Regions from separate parts of the Mus musculus genome. Here region 2 is linked to region 1. Evidence: chromatin contacts called from public HiChIP or PLAC-seq data. All regions are on one chromosome and are shown on one strand. The core of a region is the stretch at or near the end of the contact, and the rest is flanking DNA. Distances in the headings are between cores, read along the strand shown.

Evidence for each region. HiChIP or PLAC-seq counts read pairs in DNA pulled down with a chosen protein or histone mark.
Region 2: a contact with region 1 is called in an H3K27ac HiChIP or PLAC-seq map of extraembryonic endoderm stem cells, with 3 times the contacts expected there. The contact joins the promoter of Prorp here to the enhancer-like site in region 1. A contact is called at or near these places in 6 of 39 promoter capture datasets (the C10 cell line, hippocampal neurons, liver and 2 more), 1 of 484 Hi-C or Micro-C datasets (liver), 5 of 115 datasets of contacts at active chromatin or transcription factors (astrocytes, embryonic stem cells, extraembryonic endoderm stem cells and 2 more) and 2 of 9 other capture datasets (embryonic stem cells and liver).

What each region holds. Positions count from the first base shown.
Region 1 is chr12:54,744,160-54,750,136 of GRCm38.p6, forward strand. Snx6 (sorting nexin 6) reads right to left here. Exons shown (of 14, transcript NM_026998.3): 14 at 2,198-2,900. The coding sequence ends at 2,847. Among named protein-coding and RNA genes, the nearest start is that of Gm22317, 8.5 kb to the left of the region's middle. Within about 2 kb of position 2,637, at least 5 of the 459 cell types and tissues checked have an H3K27ac peak or open chromatin away from gene starts, as enhancers often do. A contact at or near this core is called in extraembryonic endoderm stem cells, where this site is marked.
Region 2 is chr12:55,299,004-55,305,590 of GRCm38.p6, forward strand. Prorp (protein only RNase P catalytic subunit) reads left to right here and starts at 3,634. Exons shown (of 7, transcript NM_025373.1): 1 at 3,634-5,881. The coding sequence starts at 4,905. It overlaps Ppp2r3c (protein phosphatase 2, regulatory subunit B'', gamma), which reads right to left and starts at 3,997. Exons shown (of 14, transcript NM_021529.4): 1 at 3,912-3,997; 2 at 3,591-3,792; 3 at 1-18. The coding sequence starts at 3,648.

The DNA of each region.
Region 1 (5,977 bases), core at 1,387-3,886:
GCCAGGATGATAGGCAAACACATGGACGCCTCAACGGAGTGAATCCAGAGTGGGTGGTGTGTGTACAGGGAAGTAGCAGAGAGCAGTCAATGACCCATTCCACTGGCATAAAGCTCTCCTCTGTATGCCTCAGACAGAGCGATGTTTGTACATACTTGCTTTGGGTCCCATTAACTACACCTAATCCTGTGCATGTGAGCATGCTATATAGCAAGAGTGTCCAGGTCAAGGGCTAACTTCTGGGGCCTGGTTCTCCCCCCACCCCAGGGCTCTGGGGATCAAACCAAGGTTCTCGGGCTTGACAGCAGGGAACTTTACCCAGTGAGCCACCCGGCTTGCTGCTCCAAACCCTTCTGGGGAGGGGGTGGGGTGTAACATCTATTAGGCCCTGGCTGGCCTGGAACTTCCTATGTAGACTAGGCTGGCATTGAGACTCAGAGCTCTCCTGCCACAGCTGGGGTTACAGGCATGTACCACACCTGTTCTCCCTTGGTTTCAGAGGCAGGTGTTCACCTCCGGGGCTTGCCTGGCCTTAGACACACAGCAGCAGTCCTGGGGTCACAGGAACGTGGCAGAAGGCTCATCCACACATGTTATTTCTCCAGGTGTTGGTGAGAAAGCCCTGCACACTATCTGCTAGTTCTGTGGCCTACCCAAGGCCTTTAGCTAGTATATGCAGCTGCTACCTACTACCCCGGACCCCGGGACGCATGCTAACAATGAATCCCGGGCCAGCCAAGTGGCCTTAGGGGTGGTAAACACACTTGCCCCACAGCTTACAGCTGGAGTCACATCCATGTGGTGGAAGGAGAGATTTGACTCCCAGAAGCCCTCCTCTGACCTCAGCTCAGGTCCCTGCCCTCACACACTACATACACTCATCTGAAAATAGAATCGGGTTGGAGAGCGGTTTCGGTGACTGAGCACACCGGCTGCTCTTCCCTAGGACCCTTGGTTGGTTTCCCAGCATCCACTACACTGAAGCTCTGGTTCTGGGGACCCTATGTTCTCCTCTACCCCACCTCCCCACTTTCTGGCCTCCAGCAACTGCACTTGGAGCAGACAGACAGATGGGCAGGCAAAAGAGCTCATACAGAGTAAATAAAAAATAAGCAAAAAATGTAATAAAAATTTTCAGAATACTCACTCCTTTCTGCTCCTAAAGCGACCACCTTTTTAAAAACAAAATAACCTACGGGTAAGAGAACTGCTGTATCCTTTGTCCCTCTTCCATTTCTCGGCTATTACACACCTTCACATTTCTGAAGCACGGCACCAACATTTATTAGTCCTCACAACATCCCTGTGAGGTAGGTCAACATGTCCTTTATAGCAGAGAATGGAGAAGCCAGAAGAGGCTCTTGCCCATACCGGATTGAGGCTTCAAGAGCAGCTGGTGAGGGTGGGAGGGAATCCAGAAGCAAGGGCCCTTGGTCCTGCACTCACCCACTGGGACACGAGTGGGTGTATTTCTACCAATTAGGGTCACGCACACAAAGGACAAAAAATGTCTGGGCCGATAACAGAAAAACCAACGTTGGAACGGCACCGGCAAACATGTCAAGAGAGCAAGCACACTAACCAGCAGAGGGAGGAGGCTGGGTCTGGGTCTTGGGTAGACCCTGACCCAGAATCATCAGGGTGGTTTGTAGAAATGTAAACAAACTAGGAACTCGTTCCAGGGTGACCAGCCGAACTCCCTGTGGTTTCCAAATAGGAGAGGAGTAAGAAATATATGAGAAGTCCATCATCCAAGTCCAGTTTACACTGGGGGCACAGGAAGCAGTCTGGGCCAGTCAGAAAGACCAGGCGTGGGTGACACAGACCCAGGGACTCTTCATCTGTCTGCACCCCACCTTTCGTCCTGGGGACCACCCCCTCCCTCCTCCTAGCAGATAGCTTTTCCTCTACACCACTCACTAGACAGCCATGGTAGCCACCAAATGGCTCGGCTGACGAATGTCTCCCGGTTATCTGCTGAGATAGGCAGGGAATCCAGGGAATTGTAGACGGGGATCTAGGGAACCATGATACTCCTGCATTTTGAATCAGTGCACCCAGAAGGTCACTCTACGTGAGGTAAAGCATTCAGTGAACCTGGTTTGGCCATTTCAAACAAAGGGGGCCGGGGGGTGGGGGAGGGAGGAAAGAAAGAAAAAAAAAAGATAAAGAAAAGACCTTCACTGTAAAGCATAATGCCGGAGTAGATTTATTATCGCTACCCTGAATTCCAGAGCCATACAAGGAGCATGGAGTCAAAACGCCACTGCTGTCTCTGGGCGTTTACAATATTGGTTTAGTCCACAAGTTTAAGGCAAACATACTAACGCATCTGCTTTTCTTCAGAGATCATACTTATAAAGCTTACATAAAGTCTGACCCGAAACTTCTACGTTCATTAATTCAAAGTAAGTCTCGTTAAGACGCTTTACACAGATACATGAAAGAACTAAGGGAACAGGATGCTTAAAAAATATTCAGAAAGGCAACCTTTATCTTGTGTGAACAGAGAGTACTTTGAGAATGTTAAAACAGGACAAGCGATTCTTAGGTAAATAAGGCCTGCAGCCACAGAACCGCCACATAGGAAATAAACACAGTAAGACAGGCTTCTCAAAGAAAAGAGAGGGTAGAACTTTGGGCTTCTTGGAAGGTGGAGTGCGAGGTGGCAGGCCGCTGCCCTGCAGCCGGTGAGCCCTGCTGCTCCACTGTCTCTCAGAAGAAGAGCTGATGCACTGTGCCCGCTGTCTCTGTTGTTCCCAGTGAGCTTAGATGCCGGAGGGAGGTCGTCAGGAAAACAAACTGGATTTGAAGGCAGCCCTTTTTGACAGAAGGCAGAGTGAAGCCTATGTGTCTCCATTTAAAACCGCAAGGCAGTTCTGAAGGAGCTGAAGGTTGCCCTGGTGAGGAGGAAACAGGCAGTCACCAGGTATGCCAGTCCTAACAGCTTCAAAGAGTTGTTTGTAAATATTGTTTTTATTACTATTTGATGTATTTGGGTGTTTTGCCTGCATGTTTGTCAGGAGCCACACACAAGCAAGCAAGAAAGCAAGCATAAAAGAAAAATTGTACTCTAATGTCACAATTCTGGAAACATCTCTATAACAGTTTAAAAACAAAGTACCAACCTGTTAAGTAAATAAGTTTCTACCTAGATGAGAATGGTTTAGATTGTTCTACTTAAAAAAATTCATTTGTAAAAAATATATTTTATTTCACATCTGAGACAAAGCTTTTATGGTATATACCAGGCTGGCCTTGCACTCATGATTCCCCTATCTCAGGCTCCAGAGTGCTGGGATGACAGATGTGAGCCACAAAGGCTGTTTTTTTGTTTTTGTTTTTTTCGATACAGGGTTTCTCTGTATAGCCCTGGCTGTCCTGGAACTCACTCTGTAGGCCAGGCTGGCCTCGAACTCAGAAATCCGCCTGCCTCTGCCTCCCAAGTGCTGGGATTAAAGGCATGTGCCATCAACGCCCAGCTGTAAAATAAGACTTTTGAGTCCAAGGTTAACTAGTGAATTTGATTTTTGATTGTGTAATAGTATTAAACTAAAATTAAAAAACAAAAAACAAAAAAACAACCCAGGCTGGAGAGATAGCTCAGCGGTTAAGAGCACTGACTGCTCTTCCGAAGGTCGTGAGTTCAAATCTCAGCAACCACATGGTGGCTCACAACCATCTGTAATGAGATCTGACGCCCTCTTCTGGTGAAAAAAAAAGTGGGATCTGGTGAGACACATTTTTTTTTCCTGGTTTTTTGAGACAGGATTTCTCTGTGTAGCCCTGGCTGTCCTGGAACTCACTCTGTAGACCAGGCTGGCCCCGAACTCAGAAATCGGCCTGTCTCTGCCTCCGCCTGGCAGTGAGACATATCTTTAATCCCAGCACTTGGGACATAGAGACAGGTAGATGGATCTATGGAAGTTCTAGTATAGCTAAGACTACAGAGAGATCTGGTTTAAACTCCCCACAACCACTGTGGTGGTTTGAGTAAGGATGGCCCCATAGGCTCATAGTTAAATACTTAGGAGTGGCATTAGGAGGTGTGGCTTGTTAGAGGAACTGTGTCAAGGAGGCGGTTGGGGGGTGGGGTGGGCTTTGGGGTTTCAAATACCCAAGCCAGACCCAGGCTTTCTTTGCTGGTGGATCAGGATTGAAGGTCTCAGACTGTTCTAGCTACTTCCTGCATGCTTCCATGCTCCCTACCATGATAATAAAGGACCACCCTCTGAAATTATAAGCCAGTCCCCGTTTAAATGCTTTCTTTTATAACAGGTTCTTTGAGTTGGATGGTGGTGATGCCTTTAATTTCAGCCCTCAGGAGGCAGAGGCAGAGGCTGGTGGATCTCTGTGAGTTCCAGGCCAACCTAGCCTACACAGAAAAATCCTGTCTCAAAAATCAAAAAAAAAAAAAAAAAAAGAAAAAAAAAATGAGTTGCCGCGGTTATGGTATCTCTTCACAGATTTAGAACAGTGACTAAGACACAACACTGTGCTAAAAGGAAGAACTTTCCATTGCGGGCAGTAACCCTAGCTCCTGGGGGCCTGAGGCAGGAGACTGTCAGTTTGAGACCATGCTAGACTACATAAGAAGACCCTGCCATTTTAAACCTGAGGTACAGTGAATGGGAGGCATAGAAGACAAACAGGTAAAGGCATTTGCTTCACAAGCCCGGTGACCTAAGCTGAGCCCCTGAACCCCACGCAAAAAGCGAAGTCTAGTGGGGCATCTGCATCCCAGATGGCGTCAGCTAGAGTTTCTACTTCTTGTGAAGAAACACGGTGACCGCGGGAGCTCCTGTAGAGGACAACAGGTAAGTTGGGGTTGGTGCACAGGGTCAGCTATGCAGCCCATTATCATCATGGTGGGAAGCAGGGCAGCTTGGAGGCAGACATGGTGCTGAGAGGTCTGCCTTGCTGCCTCTGGATCAGTAGGGAGGGAGGGAGGGAGGGAGGGAGGGAGGGAGGGAGGGAGGGAGGGAGACACTGACTGACTCTGAGACTCTAGCACATTCTGGTAATCCTAGAACTCAGGACAGAAATATTGCCATGAGTTTAAACTGAGCCTGAATTTACAGAGTAAGTTTTAGAAGATTTTAGTCTTAAAAAGAGAAAGAGAATCAACATTTGAAGATGGGGTGTAGCTCAGTGGTAGAATACTTGCCTAGCATATGCAAAGTCCTGGATTTGATCGGCATCACAGAGAAGAAAAATGAAAATCAACATCCCGAAGCCAGCATAATAGCAGTTTCGAGCAAGAACCATTCATGGATTAAACAAAAATCTCAGATTTATTTTATGTATATGAGCTTTTGTATGCATGCATGTATGTATGTATATATGCCTGTATGTATGCATGTATGTATGCATGTATGTACACTCCATGCATGCCTGGTTCCTGTAGAGGACCTGTTATTCCCTAGAACTGGAGTTACAAACCACATGTGGGTGCTGGGGGTGAAACCCATCTCCATCCCCTCTACAAAAACTTAGCTCTTAGCCTAATGAGCTCTTTCTCCATCACACACTGATGGGTTTTAAAACATAAGGATGTGGGGCTGGAGAGATGGATGCTCAATGGTTAAAAAGCACTGCCTGTTTTTCCAGAGAGCCTGGGTTTAATTCCCAGTATGGCAGTTCACAACTGTCTGTAACTCCAGTTCCAGGGGATCCAACACCCTCACAGACATACACGCAGGCAATGAAATAAAAATAATTTTAAAAAATTATCTTGCTGAGTGGCGGTGGCACATCTTTAATCCCATTGCTCTGGAGGTAGAGACAGGTAGATCTCTGTGAGTTCAAAGTCAGCCTGTTCTATAAAGCAAGTTCCAGAATAGCCAAGGCTATACAAAATCCCTGTCTCAAGAGAAATAGCAAAAAATGAAAAATCTTCCATGCTCTATTAGGACTTTATTTCTTTTTATGCTTATCATAGAATAATAGCCTATGTATTAATATGCTACAATTCATC
Region 2 (6,587 bases), core at 2,384-4,883, 560 kb after region 1:
CTTGTTCGCTTTTTTTCCCTAGTAACAACAGCAGAAAAGTAAGACGAGAAAAGCACATATATCAAGAATTATTTTTACTTAGGGCAGCCTATACGTTACAGTCCAGTTAACATACCTGCGGTGGCAGAAAGGCCTTCAAAACAGTGCTTAGACACGGAACATACTAACGGCCTCCCACACACCAACGCTAAACTGTATACCGTACACAAGTACAGTGAGAGCCTGTGTGCTCCCAAACTTGTACTCATCAGTGATGCTCACCACTGTCTCTCTTAAAGACCTTCCAAGTGTTTCAATTCACACTGCCGGGACCCGGAGGACGCTCAGTGGTACAGTGCTTACCTAGCATATACAAAGCCCTGGAAAGAAACAATAAAGAGAACACCGGAGCACCTACCATACTGAGCCCTGGGTTCAATTCTCAGTACTGCGACACCACAGACACCTGGGCACTTACTGCACAATCCTGGACTGGACACTGTAGCTAGAGGAGGAAGCAACAGGCACAGCTCCTGACTCATAAAAGCCTCAGCCCTCAAGACCACAGTTCCTCATTAAGAAAAACAAGGAAACTGACTGAAACGCGAAACTCAGTGCTCTGTTGTCTCTCGCTCTCTGCCCTGCTATGGTCCTCTATCATCACCCCCTGCCAGCTGCTGACAGGTAACTTTCTCATTGAGCCATTTTTCTTTATTTAGGAAAATATTTATGGAGATAATATTTACTGAGGTTCACGTCCTGGGCAGTGTGCACGCTACGCAGGCACTCTAACACTGAGCCACACCTCCAGATTCCCAAGCCTATTTTTTTTTTAAACAGAATCTCATTCTGTCGCTCAAATGGCCTCTTGTCTCAGTCAGCCAAGTGCTGGGATCACGGATGAGAGCTAGCATGTCTATGTAGCAGGATCACAGGTCTTTTCTGCAGGTTTTTTCTGAAGTATACGCTCTCACACACTCTGATAACTTAGAACCGAGGGACTGTAGCTTCGCTTCAGCCTCACTGGGCTCTTCAATTCTATAATCTAGTTTTTCAACACTATTTTTTCTGTATTATTTTCTTCAGAAGAGGACTCCAGGGATTCCTCAGCCCTTCACCTGTCACAGCATTTCCGTTGTCCCTGTCACATTAACCTTTAACCTTGGACCGAGCCACAGGTTCTTTAATATGGCTTGGTACTACTTGAGCAAACTGCAAAATTTTGCAAATAAGATGGGAATTGAAAAGGACCAATGAATTATCTGTCTAGAGGCCACTGATGATTCTTCACAAGCAAGAATGAGAGACAAGCACAGTTGTAGCCTCAGAGTCATCAGGGAAAAAACAGTAAGGCAGAGCTAGGGGAAGGGGACCACACAGGGAGCTGCTGTTGTTTGTCTTGGGTTTGCCTTTACTCTTTTGGAGACAAGGTGAGATCAGTAGCCCTGGCTTGGAACTCACAATTTTACAGACTAGCCTAACTTGCTGATCTTCCGGCTTCTGCCTCTGGAGTAATGGGATTACAGGTATGTACCTGGCCTAAAAAGGTTTCTCAACTGGGAAAATACCAGCTTTTTATATGCTCATGATAATAATTAAGAAAATCTGATAATACAGGTAAAGGGCTATCCTTAAGAATATATCCTTGGGTATGCGTAAAATAATTAGCACATAGGATCTACTACATTGATGGCAGTAGCCGTAAGAAGAAGCTATTAATATTAACCATACAATCTAGGTAATTTGCTATACATTCATGGTCTAGTTGAGGTATTCCTATTAAAGGTGAAGAGAAATGTAGCAAACTTTGGCGGGGGGACCGGAGAGTTGACTCAGTAGGTTAAGAGCACTTGCTTCTCTTATTTATGTAGGAGGCTCCAGTTTGCTTCCCAGCACCCACATGGCAGCTCATAACCACGTGTAACTCCTGCTCCAGGAGCTCCAATACCTTCTCTGGCCTTTGCAGGTGTCAGGTCTCAAAGAAACCTGGGACAAAGAGCTGAGGTGCCTACTAACATATCAGGGCAGAAGCAGGAGCCCAGCATTACCTAATACCTATAGCTTCTCCCAGCTCTTCTCACCCCAGCTCCTACCCTAAACCACTCTCCAGTGGGCTCAGCTTCCCTTCCTTCAGCTTCTGACCCTACAGAACTCAGGCATGTTGGCTACTCACTCCCTTGACTCAGCTCTTGGTTCCCATGTGCTCTCTTGGTCCACCCCCACCCCCTTCCATGCTCTCCCCACCGCTCCCCTCTATGCCCGTCTATACTGCTGGTCAGATTCAGTCTGGACCTTTCTAGTCTGAACTCTCCCTCATATCTACAATAAAGGCTTCCCCTCAACCCTAGGTAAGCCCTGACCTCATTTACATTCGACAGGCAACACTCAAAAATGGTACACGCGCATACATGCAGGCTGTTACATGTTTGTTAGTGGCAATGGAAATGATGGAGGAGAAAAGGCAAAGTAAACAATGTAAGAGAGAGGAGAACACAGAAGAGAAGCCATCGAGTATATGAAAAGGAATGCAATCCAGTGAGGGACTTCAGGGACTCAAGTCCAATACACAGTTCTTAATAGAGACAGGGTTTCTCTGTGTAGCCCTGGCTGTTCTGAAACTCCCTGTAGACCACACTGGTCTCCAACTCAGAGATCCACCTGCCTCTGCCTCTCAAGAGCTGGGGTTAAAGCCACGTGCCACCACTACCTGGTGACAATACATTCTAAAGGTGAAGGTTGGTTGTAAGGATATATACCTAAGACCTGAGTGAAATGGTAACTGGAAACAGTTGAGGCTCTCCTTTATAAACTGCCTCTACTTCCTCTTTAAGATATATATATTTGAAAAATATGCTCATCGATTTAAGGTGAACAGTGGAGGGCAGACTGGAGGTTTGGGAAGATGAGCGGAATTAAGTGTAGAAAAGCAAACGCTCTTCTTGCAGATGCCACCAAAACAGACACTTCACCTTAGAACTCACCATGGTTTGGGTGTTCTTCTTTGTTTGAGTCTAGCCTTTAATGGCTGAGCCATGCCTACAACCAGGTTCTGTTTTTCTTTAGCCAATCGCAGCTGCCTGGGTGCTGGTGTGGAGCTGGAAGGATTTTACCAGACTGGAAAGCAAGTGTGAAGGACCAAGGAACGAGCAATGTAAAACGGATTCATGAAATTTAAAATGGAGGGTTAAGTGAAAGAGAGTTAAAAGGTGGCAGGGACTCGGGAGGCAGGAACAAAAAGGGTCAATAAGTCAAGTCTAGCCTCGGCTAGATGATAAAACGCTATTTCTAGGGAAGGAAAAAAACCTATAAGGATGAATTATAGGTCTTGAAAAGATTGAAGGTTTGAACCAAGGTTCGTAAGTCTGGTTCGTAAGTCTAAGATCGTGGAAAACTGAGGTCACCGTTATGCTCTCATTCCTAGCAGGGCATTTACCAGGGAAGTTTGGGTCACCCCTTGGTAGATCTCCAAAGCACATTCCACTCTGACTCCTTTGTCAGAGAAGTTTAACAGACAAAAGTACAGCTCTCACTAGCTCCTCCACCCTATCCACCCTGTCCGCCACTTCTAGCCTGGGGCGGGCTATCTAGAGGGCGGTCCCTCTCAAACTCACTCTTTGGATCCGTGTTGGGCGACGCTAACCGCCGGCGAAGCACGTCTTTCCAGTCCATGGTTGACTCCCGCTCAGAGGACCCTACATTTGCAGTTTGTTAAGAGCTCCACCCACTGCCAGCCGCGACGTCAGACTTCGCCAAGACAGGTGGAAGTTAATTAGGACGCCTGGACGCCATCTTGGGCACGGGCGGAAGCCTTGGCTACAAAGGAAAAAAAGAAAAAAGGAAAGGAAAGATGCTGTAGCTATTCCGGATACGGCGATCACGCTAGCATGGACGAAAATCAGACATGAAGTAGATGAAAAAATTATCCTTCTTACGGAGGTGTCGCAGCTCACCAAGCCGGATTTCTAAAGGCCAGAAGAAGCCTGCGTGACTTCTTCGCTTGGGCATTTAGCGCGTGCGCGCCACAGGTTACGGGACTCCATTGCCATTTCCGAATTGAGAAAAGCATTTTCGTCACATTTTGTTCTTTCTCTGGAAACCTTAACCGTTCCTACGATGTAATAGACGCAGCGGTATCCAGCCCTCTCGGATACTAAAAGTTTCAAAATTATCCTGGTTTGTTTATCTTCTCAGTACTCAACAGAACCCTGGAATTCAAGCGCTCCAGGCCCCAGCACCACGTTCAGCGCGGTGCGTTGTGGGTATTGTAGTTTTCACCGCGTTTATGGTTCCTTTAAGCATGAGTGGCGTGGTGAGTTGTTTAATGAAGTGAACTTCGTTTGTCGACCCTCCGTACAGTTAAGTCTGAGCTCTTTCTGGACCTCACTTCCTTCCCTATGATGTTTATGCTGCATTTCCATGGCCCCTCTTCTCCGAAGAGTTTTGCGGCCCGGAGAGAGTTGTGAAGAGCAAGGGACCCTAGACTGGCTTTTCTTGCTACTGCTGGGGCTGCGATTGGTGGTTCCTGTTCGTTGTTATTTATTTCCCTGTTCTAGCTCCTTTGGTATCCCGCCCCTCTTCGGGACCATCATAATCCACACGAGTCAAACTGGGAGTCCATGTGCTTTTTCCTCAGATTCGAAAATTGGAAGGTAACAGGCACTTCAGGATTCCCGTTCCGCCTTCTGGTTTAGGGATTGCTACTGGTGTTGGACGTCTTTGGATCCTTATTTAATAAATAGAACACGTGTGCTTTCCTTACCATTACATCGCTCCAAACACATAGTCTTGATTTGTTTGTAACGGAGAAACAAAAAAAGTCTCACTTTCAAGAACTGCGCTTCCATATCCTCGGGCCCCCAATACCTTAATTTTACGTAGTGGAGTGAAACTGTTTTATTTTTAAGTTTCATTCAACTCACTGCAGCATGACCTTCTATTTGTCTGGTTTTCGGAGCATCCCGAAACTTTGGAAGAGCAACCCTTACTTTGAGCTAGGCCCTGCGACCTCTTCTACCCCCTTCTTTCTCTGTGCCATCGGGAACCAACAAAGATGGTTTTCTGTTAAACCTACTACCCCTCCAAATAGCAAAGCACTCAATCTACTGGATACCAAAGCTAGGACACACAGGAAAGGGAATGACAACAATGGGCAGGTTTCTTCTGATCCTCATTACTTCGCTGCTGGAGCAGCTAAGAAGAGGTCCCACATAGGTGCTAACCCTCAGAATCAAGGTCATGCCTTGCCCGTGAGAAGCTCTGTCCAACTTCCAACTAAACCTTTGAATTCCGCAGAGTGGGATAAACTTAAAGAAGATTTCAAAGGAAAGGCCAGTTTTGAAGACTTCATCATTTCACAGATGGCACGCAACTGTTGTTCAGTAGATGTGGCCAAGTCTCTCCTGGCTTGGGTAGCAGCAAAGAACAATGGCATCGTGGGCTATAATCTACTCGTCAAGTATTTATATCTCTGTGTCTTTCATAAGCAGACGTCAGAAGTTATTGATGTCTATGAAATCATGAAAGCCAAGTACAAGAGTTTAGAATCTGGGGGTTATACCCTTCTCATCCGGGGATTGATCCACTCAGACAGATGGAGAGAGTCCTTGTTGCTGTTAGAAGACATTAAAAAAGTCATGGTCCCTTCCAAAAAGAACTATGGTGACTGTATACAAGGAGCCCTCCTTCATCAAGATGTGAACACAGCTTGGAATTTGTATCAGGAATTGATAGGTCATAATCTCATCCCTCCGTTGGAAACTCTAAAAGCCTTCTTTGATTATGGCAAAGACATAAATGATGATCACTATTCAGACAAACTCCTGGACATACTTTTGTATCTAAGGAATAATCAGCTGTATCCTGGAGAGTCATTTGCACACAGTATAAAAACGTGGTTTGAAAGGTAATTTTGATTTTGTGTATGTGTTGTTTATTAGTTGCTGAGACTGACTTTATTCAGCTTATACCTTTTCCCATCTTGAGATAATCGTTATTTCTCCTTTAAAACACAATATTCTCCTAAGAAAGTAATAGGAATAATTTGTGTCACTCGCTACTTGTCACATAAAAGGAAATTATAGCGCACCTTCTGTTTTTATATAAACAGATCTCTTCCTTTTAGAACTATATTTTATTTTCTGAGGCATCTAACATGAATAACGGGCAACATTATAGCAAGTAAAGGTTCTGTGTCTCTGTGTGGGCATATGCACATAGCAACAATAGAGGTTGATTTTAGGTTTTTGTTTTTCGGGAGTTTTTTGTTTGTTTGTTTTGTTTTTTTGAGACAGGGTTTCTCTGTATAGCCCTGGCTGTCCTGGAACTCACTTTGTAGACCAGGCTAGCCTCTAACTCAGAAATCTGCCTGCCTCTGCCTCCAGAGTGCTGGGATTAAAGGTGTACGCCACCACACCCGGCTTTGTTTGTTTGTTTTTTGTTTTTAATCAAATTCCAACTTTTGAGACTTTTGAGACAAGAGGCTCTTACTGAGCCTGGAGCTCAGCATTTTGTCTAAACTCACAGGTAAGGAAGCTGCCTGTCTTCACACCCATATTGCTGGGGTTACAGGTTCAGGCTGCTCTGCCAGGCTTAGACATGGGTTCTGGGGA